Regions from separate parts of the Gossypium arboreum genome. Here region 2 is linked to region 1. The links are chromatin contacts, called in public Hi-C maps. All regions are on one chromosome and are shown on one strand. The core of a region is the stretch at or near the end of the contact, and the rest is flanking DNA. Distances in the headings are between cores, read along the strand shown.

Region 1 (6,148 bases), core at 2,555-5,054:
GTTGCTAGAGTGGATGATAAACAAAGGAAAAACAAAATTTAGACATCTTAAAGCAAATCTGAACTTAATCTTGGTTGTATATTTTGATTTGCAGAGTTCTCTCTCTCTCTCTCTCTATATATATATATATATTACAAAATAGAGCAGGACCATCCTAATCGTTACAGATAAAGAAGAATGATTGATTCATCCCCATGGGGTTTAACAAATAAGCAGGTGAAAGAAGGGGGGAGGACTATTCTTCCTCTGTTTCAGCTCTGCTGTGATCACCAGGTGAAGCTAATGGACTTGAATTGCAGATTATCTGCCAAACCAGAACTACAGATGGCTGCCACTTCTTGCCGCATTTCCCTCGGTCCACTGGCAATAACTCCTACGCTGCTTTCCTTGCGTTCAAACAATATCTCTACCATAAATCAAACCAAACAAGACAATCAGATGTCAAAAGTCATATATATATTTGTTACATACATGTAATGTAGAACTCTGCAAACAGTAACTTACTTTTCAAGTCAGGTCTTTCACCATAATGGACATTGGTGGCTTGAAGTAAAGACTGGTACGGCAGGCTTTCTAGTTCTCTGTCACCATTGTTAAACCACACTGGTGGTGTATCCATGTTTCGAATTTGTCTCAACCTCTTTCTATTTTGTTTCTTATTCCAAAGAAAAGTAGCATTAGCTGTCATGGCTATGGCGATACACATGAATAGCATGTTAAAACCAGCAGTTGCAGAGCTAGCGTATACCATATTAGAATTATGGTATCGTGATAGAATGGCAATGAGAAGAAGAAACATGAGAAAGGAAGATGAAATGATAAGTCCAAGGCAGAGCCAGCTATTAGGGCCTAAAATTGCAGAAACTGGTGCATCTGTCGCATTAGGCTTGAAGCATACAGTTTGTAGTGGCTTGTGGTTATTTTCATCTGCCCCCTTTTCTCTTGTTACATAGGCTTCAATCTGTAACTGCAGGCAAGAAATATCTACTGTGGTGCCTGAAACTGGTAATATTAATTCCAACATTGCGAGGTCAATAGATTTCTTGAACGCGCATATGAGAAGAACGTGTGGAATCCTGGTGCTACTTCCAGAACTGGCCTTAAAGAGGAGCTCTCGGATGATTGAGATGAAAGGCGTAATGCCGCTTCCTCCGCTCAGCAACACCAATGTGTCGTGCCTGCGGGAAGAAGTTCTATTACTTATCATTACAAAAACAGGAGAAGGGATGTTGTTTTGGCGGTCAAGTACCTTAGTAAATGTGTTGAAGCAGGTGGTCCGTAAGGCCCTTCTATGGAGACCTGGAAACCATCCATGGGTAAAGGGGATGAAAGCTTCTGATACAAGTCAGAAGACCACCTTCCTTCACTTTTGACCACGATGCTCAGCTTGTCAGTATCCATATTGCTATTGGAGGTAATTGTAAAGGGATGCCATTGAAGCTTAGAAATGGCTGGTACATTCACAAATATAATGCTTGTTGGACTGTGATTCACTTCTGCCACATTAAACAAACAAGATTATCTCCAAAATTATTGCTTATCTTGTCAACAGTATACATATCATCCAAATATAAACTTCATCAAATTTTGCTTAATTCTACTTGTGATTAGCCACATTTTTTAACCCTCAAATATATGATTGGCTCAATCAACAAGCATACATCAATATTGAAGTAATAAGTTTTGGCAGGTAAAAGTATAATAGAGTTTCATATATTAAGAGCCAGATTGTTCTCCACTCAAAATAGGTAAATTAGTCGGTCTATGTTAGTTCAAAAAATAAATTGATATTTTTTGTTAAAAAATTCATTCATTTTTACCGTTAAAAACTAACATGGTTAATCGAATAACTAAACACTGATACATGGGATGCCATGTGTATTTCATGTAAACATAAAAGAACCAGTTTTTAATAATAGAAATGGATGTAATTTTTAACAGAATGACCAGTTTGCTCTTTAATATAATGTATATAAATTAATTTACTCATTTTTTAGTAAAGGAATAAAGTACAATCTAACTCCTAATATATGGGCTTCTACGTTACTTCTACATTTTGGCAATTACCTGGGCTCTTGCAGAAGTTCAACTCAACAGTTTGACAAGGTAAAATACGTGCAGCAACCAAGCTAACCCTTTGTTGGGATTGTAAGAATCTTAGACATCGATCTATTAAGAAGAGGTAGAAACCAGGAAGCACGATGCAAGCATAGGAGAAACCCACGTGAAAGACGAAGAAGACAATAAAGAGAATGTAGAGATGATGAGTGTAATAGAAGAGCTCAAACATTTTCCGCCTTATTTGAGGAAGGCTTGTTGCCCACATCCCTAACCCACAAACAAAACCTATTTCTCCTGCCATGTTTGAAACTTCAATCTTACCCCATTTAAGTACCTGCAGTTCAACACAATGAATCATTGAAATACCAGTATGCAAGAATATGTGGTTATTTACTTACCTGTGATAACTGCTCAGTCTTGGCCCAGAAAACAAAGTAACATAAACCATGAGCAGTGAAAATGGTCATAGCAATATGCCCAACCCAAATATGATACTTAATACTTGCTTCTGAGCTAAGCCCAATCAACCGTAAAACTGAAGATCCTCTTGTCACGGGGAAGAAGAGGAAAGCTAGGCAAATGTTGCCTACGAGACCTAGTGTTAGACCTGACATTTCCAACTTAGCCTCCCACCTGCAAGGAGATGTCATCAAACTATTGCATTTGGCCCCCCATTTGGAACTTTTTTTTAATAAAGTCTTAACCAAGGAATTCATGAGATACTTACACTAGCAATCCACTCCTTGAAGCCATTTGGTCGATATGTGTAAACATACCATTCAAGTAAGAAGTGGTTGACCAAGCTAACAGCACAACAAACATGGTTAAAAATGAGAGCTCCATCCATGAAACAATACCCAAAGGACCTTTCACTATCACTGGTTGCTTCAACTTAGATGTCGGCACCCTTTTGTTCCCAATAAATCAGCAACAGTTTGTTATACTATACCATGATAAGCATGGAAGCCCTTATACTAGGCGTAATATTGTATTTTGTCCCATCTATTTAAAAAAATAGACGAATTAATATATGTATATTAAATCAAAGAGCAAATCAGTTCTTTTTGTTGAAAATTTCATTCAATTCTATTATTAAAAATTGGCATGGTGGATAGAATAAACAAACAGTGACAAGTGGTGCGCCACATGTATCTCATGTTAATGTACAAAAATCGATTTTTAGCAATAGAAATGAATAAAATTTTTAACAAAAGGACCAATTCACTCTTTAATCTAACGTATAAAGATTAATTTACTTGATTTTTTAATAGAAAAAGTAAAATGTAATTCGACTTTTAATATAAGGGCCTGCATAGAACTTTTACCACTATGTCATGAAACATGAAATAAGTGGAAAAAAAGTAGCGATCATATCTAAAGATGTACCCTTCAACGTTGTGATCTCCATGTTTCTTTCCTAAGTGAAGGTAAATACATCCCAGTGTAGCAATGAAGAGGATGGGAAATGTACATATCAGCATAGTTGAACCTGCATATATATATATATATATTATATATAATCATTTAAGACAGAAAAGTACTTCCAAACAGAAAAAGAACTTCAAATGAAACTGCAATATGGAGTGCTTTTATACCTTGTTGTCCAAAGTATATGGATTTGGTCTTGGCACGGATTTTAGGCAACCAATGTTCAAAATATAACTTCGTGGGCATCATGAACCAAAGCATCATGTACCCAAGAGAGAGCAGCAGTAGGAACAGTTTTATGGCTGATCTAACCATCTTCAATTCGCTTTAATTTTTGGTCTATAATCCAATTGAAGCAATCCCTACTTATTTATACAAGAATGTTTCTGTTTGAAAGTACAAAAGGAATGTTAATGTAAAAAGAAAATTATAATAAATTGAGCTAGGCGTTTAGGCCACGTTTAATCAAGAAAATGCAAGCCAAATTATATGTCCATTATCGTACAAAAAAGAATAGATCTATTTTCAAACCGCTGACTTCTAATTTTGGACATTAGAAATGCCACGAATTCAGCGTTCATGTCAGTGCTGTTTGTCTCAATGCAAAATATATTAACGTTTTAAAATAATTTTAGTGTCAACAATCATTTGAGCCTTTATCAAACCTCCATGAAGCACTTTAACATTTTTTTTCTTTTTCTTAATAATTTTTATACAAATTTGGCCATAACATTTTAGCATTTTATTCTTTTTCTTAAATTATATATTCAATCATTCCAGATTCTTAGTATTACAGAATGATTAAAATTTGAATGTAGGAAGCTGGATTTGTTGTATATTATTGTTGTTGATTCCTACTCCTTAGTCCGAACTTCGGTCCAATTAATTGAGCCTTGATGGACTGCAGCTGCGTCTCTTTTGCTTTTAAATTTCTTTGACTGCTCCTCTTGTCCTTTTGGATAAATCTTGGCATTGCGTTAAGAATTGAGCTTATATTGGAGTTTACGTCAGAATTTATCTTTTCTAATTCTTAAATAAAATGATAAAACGTGTTTAAAATGTATTTATATTTATAATTTTTACATTAACAATAATATCATATCAACCGAATTAAAATTTAATCGATTCTTATAAATTAAAAATCATTGTAAAATAAAAAAATTAATATTTGATAAATGGTTAAAAAGAGAATGGGTGCTCCAATTGGTCTGAAATATACATCTAATCCGAAATTTTTTAACTAATTAAAAATAATTTGAACTAGAAAACATTTATAAAAACTTAAAAAAATTGAAAAAACATGAGAATATTTAATGAATTTTCATTGCAAGTGAGATTTAGACATTTGAATATATTAAATTTGAATCTTTTAGTAAATTACAATTTTATTCAGGATTGTTATTTCATATACCCTTTATAATAAGCTTTTTACAAGTTTTATTTATCCCAAAAAGCAGTAAAACTGTTAAAAAAACTCAATACAACTTTACAGAGAAAATGAAACTTGTTCTTAGCATTATACTATTAACTCCCTAGTATATTCCATGTTGTACAAAGTTGAATATTTATTGATCATCTTTTTACTTGTAAGCCCTAAACCTACAAAATCTTTTAAGACTTCTGAACATATCTTGCTCAAACCTTTAAATGGTCTTCAATTTCTTTCTTACAAGATTAAGTAAATGAAATAATTCCATGCTAACTTGAGAATATAAACAATAAGAGCTTTGCCTTTTATATCTCGTGCAAAGCCATTGGATCTCCTGATTCCATCCCCCAACTTTTCATTGAATATATTACAAAGTAATAAAACATTCCCTCATACAATTCTAGCAAAACGATGATCCCTTGTTTCTTGGTTTTATTGACATAGCAAACAAAGACCTTCCAATAAGTCTATCCTTTGTGGGAAGCTTATTAAGAATATCCATCCAAGTTAAAAAGGAATGGTTTGGTATATGAAGTGGAAACCAAATCACCTTACACCTCATAACTTTCTTGATGTGATTTCTAGAACCCAAATAGAACCTCGATAATATGTTAACGAGACTCGTACTCAAAGTTACAATTTACTTTTGTGTCGGACCATCTTGAACATGAACAATAGATAAAAAATACCTTGACCTGAGGTGCTTGATAAGTTTAAAGAACTAAAGTTATAAATGAACTTGACTCGATTAAGCTTAAAACAAATACCCAAACCTTGGAGTAAGAAAGTTGGTGTTGCCACACTTTGGAAAGGGATGAGAAAGGGACTGATAAGACAGTTGAATGCTACAAAATTGAAGTTTTAATATGTTTGAAAGGTTCAATGAAGAACCAAGAGAGAAACTTTGAAATAAGTTTTATAAAATTGTCAATCAGTCTTTACAAAATGACATGGGTGAACTATATATAAACCTAGGCATACAAATGGAAGCAATTCGACACTAAATGTATTCATGTGTAACAACTCATTTTCAGTTGTGCCGAAAATAGTGGTTTCGGGACTATGATTCCGACAAACGAGTTAGTATTTTAATATTTATTTAATTCTTATGAGTAATTATTAGGGTCATATTAAAATTTGTTTAATAAATTTTAACGTTTAATTAGTTAATTTAATAAAAATGATTAAATCGTAAAAGTTATAAAAGTTGATTTCCATTAGTTAAAAGGG
Region 2 (6,167 bases), core at 1,253-3,752, 210 kb before region 1:
TTACATTATCTACTATGTGGATGAACATATATTAGCCTTGTGATTAAGTTAAATTGTAATGTTTTATTATAGATAACTAAATTTGTGAATCAATGGTAAGTTATATTTATTAACCATATGAGCTTACTAAGCTTTATAGCTTACTCTATTTACTTTTCCATATTTTATAGTGATTTCGAAGCTTGCTCGGATTGGGAGTTGTCAGAGATCTCATCACACTATCAAGCTGTCATTTTGGTACTTTTGAATTTGTGTACTTGGTTATATGGCATGTTTAGGAGTTGTGATTAATATGCCTTATATGTTTGCAATGTTGATAGCCATGTGATTTGGCTTATTTTGGCATATGTTGGCATAAGTATGTATATATGTGATTATTTTCATCTTATGTACATTTGGGTTGTCATGGAATATGTTTGAATATGTGAATGTGTAAATGGCTCTTTAATATGTGGTTGGAAATTGCTGTGTTAATGCTTGTTGTGGATTGGTATTTTGAGTACCAAATAGTTGGATTTTGAGATATGGTATGCTTGTGGTTTTAGGCAAAATAATGCATAGTTGAAAGTGACTATTTAGGTGATTTTTAGATGTGAAATTGGTATGAAACTGAATGACTAATTGTGATACTTGAGTGCCTTGTGGTTGTTGGAAATGATATAGCATAAATTGAACTTGGTTTAGATGGGTTTAAATGCCTATTGAAGGTATGGTCATATGCAATTTCGTTTGTTTAGGTGAATACAAGATTGGTTGAGAAAGATGGCTTGGAAAATAACCTATTTTTGTCCACACGAACAGAGACACGGGCATGTGTCTCAACCGCGTGTGACACATGGTCAGGTGACATAGCCGTGTGTCCCCTGGTACTTAATTAGAAACCAAGTCAGTATGCACCACATGGCCCAACACGGGCGTGTGACTTGACCGTGTGGCATAAGTTAGTATACCTTATAGTTTTAGCACGGCCTAGCATACTACCTGACACATGGGCGTGTGAGGCTATTTTGAAGGGTACACGGGCTAGTCACACAGGCGTGTGGTTGGTCGTGTGACCCAAGTCAGGGAGTTACACAAGGTCGGACACGGGCTGGGACACGGCCATATGATACCATTTCGAATGTCCATATGGCCTGTAACACAGGCGTGTCTTTAGCCGTGTGAGACACACAGTTGGGCCACACGGACATGTGTTCCTTGTACTTTAAAAAATTTTCTATATTTTTCCAAAAAATTCCTGAGTTCTCGGTTTAGTCCCGAACCACTTCTAATGCTTGTTTTTGGCCTCGATGGCTCATGTTAAAGAGACTATATGATTATAATTATATGTATTTTAATTGATATGAGAATTGTAATTTTGATTGTATGATTGTTTATGAGATTAGTCTGATAATACTTCGTAACCCTATTCCGGTAATGGGTACGGGTTAGAGGTGTTATATTAGTCTTTTGAGAAGTTAGACATTGGGGGTATCAGAATAGACACTAGGTTTTTTAGGACAGTTTTGTTTTGTTTGGTCTAGGTAGAAGTAGTTTGTTTTTCAGTTTTGTTTTTTAGTTTGTTTACTGTTTTAGAACCCATTGGATGGATTATTAGCTTAGGTCCTAATGTTATAAAACTCCCATATTTAATGTTAAAAAAAAAACATTAGTAGAGATTTTTAAAATTCCTTTAAACCCTTTTGATATTTTAGAGTCTAATAATTTCCTTTTATTATTTATTATTTATTATATTAATAAAAATCAAATACTTTTCTTTTACTTATTCTTTCTCTCATTCATGTGGTAATCGATTTAATAGGTTAAAAGGATACTACCAATTTTCCAAAATTGTACTACACTTTTCTCAAATAATCAATGTGTTCTTATTAAAGGTTGAATGATATTGTTTTTTTTTCTTTTACATTTAATTTCAACCTTAGATTATTTTACATCTCATGGAATTTCTTCATAGAAAGATCTCAATCTAATTATCACCAAAATATAGAAAGAATACATAAATGATTTAATCCACGTCTTCTATCCATAAATGATTGAATGAAGACTTTGGGCTCTGATATTTTTGACCCACTTATATTGTTTGCAAGAGGAAGGGCTTTCCACAGACTCTCACAAGTGTTTTTAAAATGTGCTTAATTTTTAGGCTAACAAAAAAGAATGATGGTTTTAACTATTATTTATAATTTAATATTTTTATATAACATTTATATTAAATATATAATTACTTATTCATTGAAATTTATTTTAAATATATATCATTATATATTTGAATTTGTAATAATTATGTTTTAATATTACAAGTATTATTTATATATTTAAATCAAAATTTTATAAATAATTAATATTAAATACTTAAAATATTTAATTTATTTTTATATATTAAAATATTAATAATGAATTACAATAAATCATAATTTTATATTTTTACCCAAATATTCAGTTAATTTTTTCTTTTTATCTTTTTTACTTTACAGCCTCAACTAGCCCTTAATAAACCCTACATTTTTTACATATAAACCCTAGTTTGTTGTATATAAAGTATAAGCCCTAACATTTGCCTCCAAGCATTGCTTCGCTTCTCACTCTGTTTCTCTAGTTTCCCTCATTTCGCTCTCTTTGGTTCCAAAGTCTCCCAGAGATGAGACCTCCAAGAGGTGACCCTGTCTCTTCTTTTTCTTTCTGATTTAAAGCAGCATATGCATTTAATAGTTTGGAGCTAAGAAGCAGCTTACTACTCCGTGTGTCTATTTTTCTAAAGTTGCTTGGAGACTCGTTTTTGTATTTCTAATAGTTTGGTTATTTGCAGGCCGTGGTGGTGGTGGTGGGTTTAGGGGCAGAGGTGATGGAGGGAGAGGGAGAGGTGGTGGTGGAAGAGGTGGCGATAGAGGGGGCAGTGCCACGAAGTCCCGAGGTGGTGGGCGTGGTGGCCGCAGTGGAGGAAGAGGGCGTGGAGGAAGAGGTGGAATGAAAGGTGGGAGCAAGGTTATAGTAGAGCCCCATAGACACGAGGGAGTTTTTGTTGCAAAGGGTAAAGAAGATGCTCTTGTTACTAAGAATATGGTCCCTGGTGAAGCTGTCTACAATGAAAAAAGGATTGCTGTTCAGGTCATCTTGTCTTTCTATTAACCAAGTCCATTTCCTTTATCATATTTTGTGCTACATGATAGTACAAATATATTGAATTTGCTCTGTATTTAGCCAATTGGGTTTTGTGCTCTTCCACTTGACTTGTGTTGATAAGAGTGATTAATTTTGCCATGAGAAATTGAGGGTCTTAGAACTTTGATTTAACAGAATGAAGATGGGACCCAAGTTGAATACAGGGTTTGGAATCCTTTCCGATCTAAGTTGGCAGCTGCGATTCTTGGTGGTGTAGATAATATATGGATTGTAAGCTTTCATCAATCAATTTAATTTTGTTCAATATACCTATATATATCCATCATAAAACCTATCTAATTTGATATTATTGTGGTTTAATCAAGAAACCTGGTGCTAAGGTTCTTTACCTTGGAGCTGCTTCTGGTACTACTGTTTCTCATGTATCTGACGTTGTTGGTCCTGTAAGTATAGTATTGCTCTAAACATTATCTTTGTTTGTATGCATCTTGCAAAGTTGCTTATTTTTGTCTGTTTATTCGTTAGAATGGGGTGGTTTATGCTGTGGAATTTTCTCACCGAAGTGGTAGAGACTTGGTAAACATGGCTAAGAAGCGAACAAATGTTATACCTATCATTGAAGATGCCAGGCATCCGGCTAAATATAGGATGCTAGTTGGCATGGTGGATGTGATATTTTCTGATGTTGCTCAGCCTGATCAGGTTTGCTTGGGAGTGTTTGTGGCTCTTCTTTTTTTCAATTTATGATTTTCCAAGTAGTGAAAAAGAATTGCAAAAATCAGTTCCTTCTTTGCCATATTAACTGTAGCCTGAGATCGTGCTGAAGTCTGATCTTGATTGTGTACCCTGCACTTGTGTGCTCTCTGTTTATATCATTCATATATGCATCCTGCGTATGTAAATTTGTTTGGTTTCTTTCTCCTTCGGCTTTGTGTTTGTTTATTCTTTATTCTTTGGTTTTCATCAAGTACTCTATCTTCACATTTGCTAAGTAGCTTTAACTAGCCTATGCATATGATGAACTCTACTCGGATTCCCCTTCAAGACATAATGAGTGATGCAAACTCGAGTTTCTGATGCAATATTTATTTGTTAACTTTGAATAGTTTGCTAATTTTTCTAGAATACTTTTTTTCTGGATATTGTATTTCCGGGTCTTTTTCCATACTGATACAAATATTTGGCTACAAGAAGTTGAAATTTAAATATGCTTCCTTTTGGATGTACGTCCATGAAACTTTTGTGTGGTTGCCTCACTCTTTTACCATTTTCTGTTATTTGTTGACTTCATAACTATGCAAGTGATGGATGCTCGGATTCCCCTTGACATCATGGATGGTGCAATACTGAGATTCAGATGCTTTGAATGTTTCTATAATGTTGTCTAAAGTTTTTCCAACTTTTTTTTTTTTGGTTTTAAAATAAGCATTAATTTCTTTACTCTCTTAATAGCAGTAATAAATGTATATTCATTTCTTTTAAAGTTATTTTTCAATTATTTCATTGTTAAAACATGTCAGTCTCTCACACTAGTATTCAGAAACTACTTTTCATTTCTTCATTCTTCTTTCCATGTGCATTGCTAAAAATTGAAAAGGAGATTAGTTCCGTTGGTGCTCTTTTGATTGCTCTTTATTTCCACTGGCAAGCCTCCAGCCTGCTCAACTTATCTGATATCCTTTTCTGATGGAGATGAGTTGAGTCATTATCTTCTTGCTTTCTTTTTGTTTCTTAGTAATTGATTTTTCCTTTTGCAGGCTAGGATTTTGGCTTTGAATGCATCATATTTCCTGAAAGCTGGTGGTCATTTTGTCATTTCAATTAAGGTTAGTGCTCGAAAAATCTTGGGATTTCGAATTTTAAATGTGAAATTTATTACTTTTTGGAGACAGGGAAGTTCATGTGACTTCAATTTGTTTAGAAGCCTTCAGTACATAATGTTGTCTTAAACTGGAATGGACATCTGATTGTTTTCAGGCAAACTGCATCGACTCCACTGTTCCCGCCGAGGCTGTATTCCAGAATGAGGTTAAGAAATTGCAACAGGAGCAATTCAAGCCTTTTGAGCAAGTCACCCTTGAACCTTTCGAGCGCGACCATGCTTGTGTTGTTGGTGGCTACCGGATGCCGAAGAAACAGAAAGCGGCAGCTTAATGTTTCTAATCCATTTTTTATGTTTGTTAGAAAAGAGAATGCAATCTCAGATAGAGTTAAGAAAATGGCTCTTCAGCTTTTACTGTAATGTTTCATCACTGTTTCTGCAGAACTAAATCAGTAATTTATTTTATGGTAAACTACATCACAGTACACATGACTATTACCCTATTACCCTTTTTCTTTGTTGGTGGCCCAACTATCAATTGTTTTAATTTGGTTACCTAACTAATTGAGATTGTTTTCTTGGTTCATTTTCATTATGTGCTATTAAATCTTTAAAGGTGGGGTGAAGTAGCAATTAAAAAATCAGTATGATAATAAATTTAATTTTAATTTTTATATATTATATTGATTTAGTTATAATCTTAAAAATTTACAAATTCTCTCAATTTAATTTTTAAAATTTATCTTTCCCTTCTGCATTCCCGCGGCCACTATCGTCATTATCTCAATCTCTCTTTTTACCTTTCTCCAAAAATAACTTTGCTTTTTTTTTTTGGAGGCTTTGATAGAAAAAATAAAAGCTTACATGTTTGTCAAGAAACAAACCTGGAGAGATCTACATGTCAGAGTAAGAGAAGGAACTTTAGAGAACCCTCTAAAATTGCTGTTGCCTTGCCTTGAAAGTTGTAAACATTGAATATATCAGCTTTGACAAAGAGATTGTAGGTTCTCCGGTGAAAACCTTTCTGCTTCATCGTCAATATATCGAAGTTAGTTTTAAAAAATTTCTCTAACATATTTCTCATCCACCATTCTCCTCTACTTCGTAAAAATCTTTCCCTTACTATTATTTTCATTCTGTAAATTTTGTATAATTATCTATTATCTCCTGTATCTTCAGTGTAACGTTTTTTAAAGAAATAGTATCATAGTATTCATTGTAAGTT

The links. A called contact is a pair of places that touch in the nucleus more often than the background predicts.
Region 2: a Hi-C map of leaf shows a contact between it and region 1, with 8 times the contacts expected there. The contact joins the promoter of LOC108454182 here to the promoter of LOC108488086 in region 1. A contact is called at or near these places in 2 of 5 Hi-C or Micro-C datasets (both in leaf).

The regions. Positions count from the first base shown.
Region 1 is chr9:32,441,750-32,447,897 of ASM2569848v2, reverse strand. It overlaps LOC108488086 (ferric reduction oxidase 2-like), which reads right to left and starts at 3,804. Exons shown (of 8, transcript XM_053019518.1): 1 at 3,657-3,804; 2 at 3,456-3,550; 3 at 2,789-2,952; 4 at 2,460-2,694; 5 at 2,068-2,395; 6 at 1,250-1,496; 7 at 505-1,178; 8 at 48-406. The coding sequence starts at 3,804. The coding sequence ends at 267.
Region 2 is chr9:32,655,053-32,661,219 of ASM2569848v2, reverse strand. It overlaps LOC108454182 (rRNA 2'-O-methyltransferase fibrillarin 2-like), which reads left to right and starts at 2,502. Exons shown (of 7, transcript XM_017752550.2): 1 at 2,502-2,654; 2 at 2,807-3,105; 3 at 3,295-3,390; 4 at 3,486-3,563; 5 at 3,646-3,822; 6 at 4,878-4,946; 7 at 5,098-5,414. The coding sequence starts at 2,639. The coding sequence ends at 5,274. It overlaps LOC128281328 (small nucleolar RNA snoR60), which reads left to right and starts at 4,416; the gene lies at 4,416-4,482. It overlaps LOC128281326 (small nucleolar RNA snoR60), which reads left to right and starts at 4,129; the gene lies at 4,129-4,201.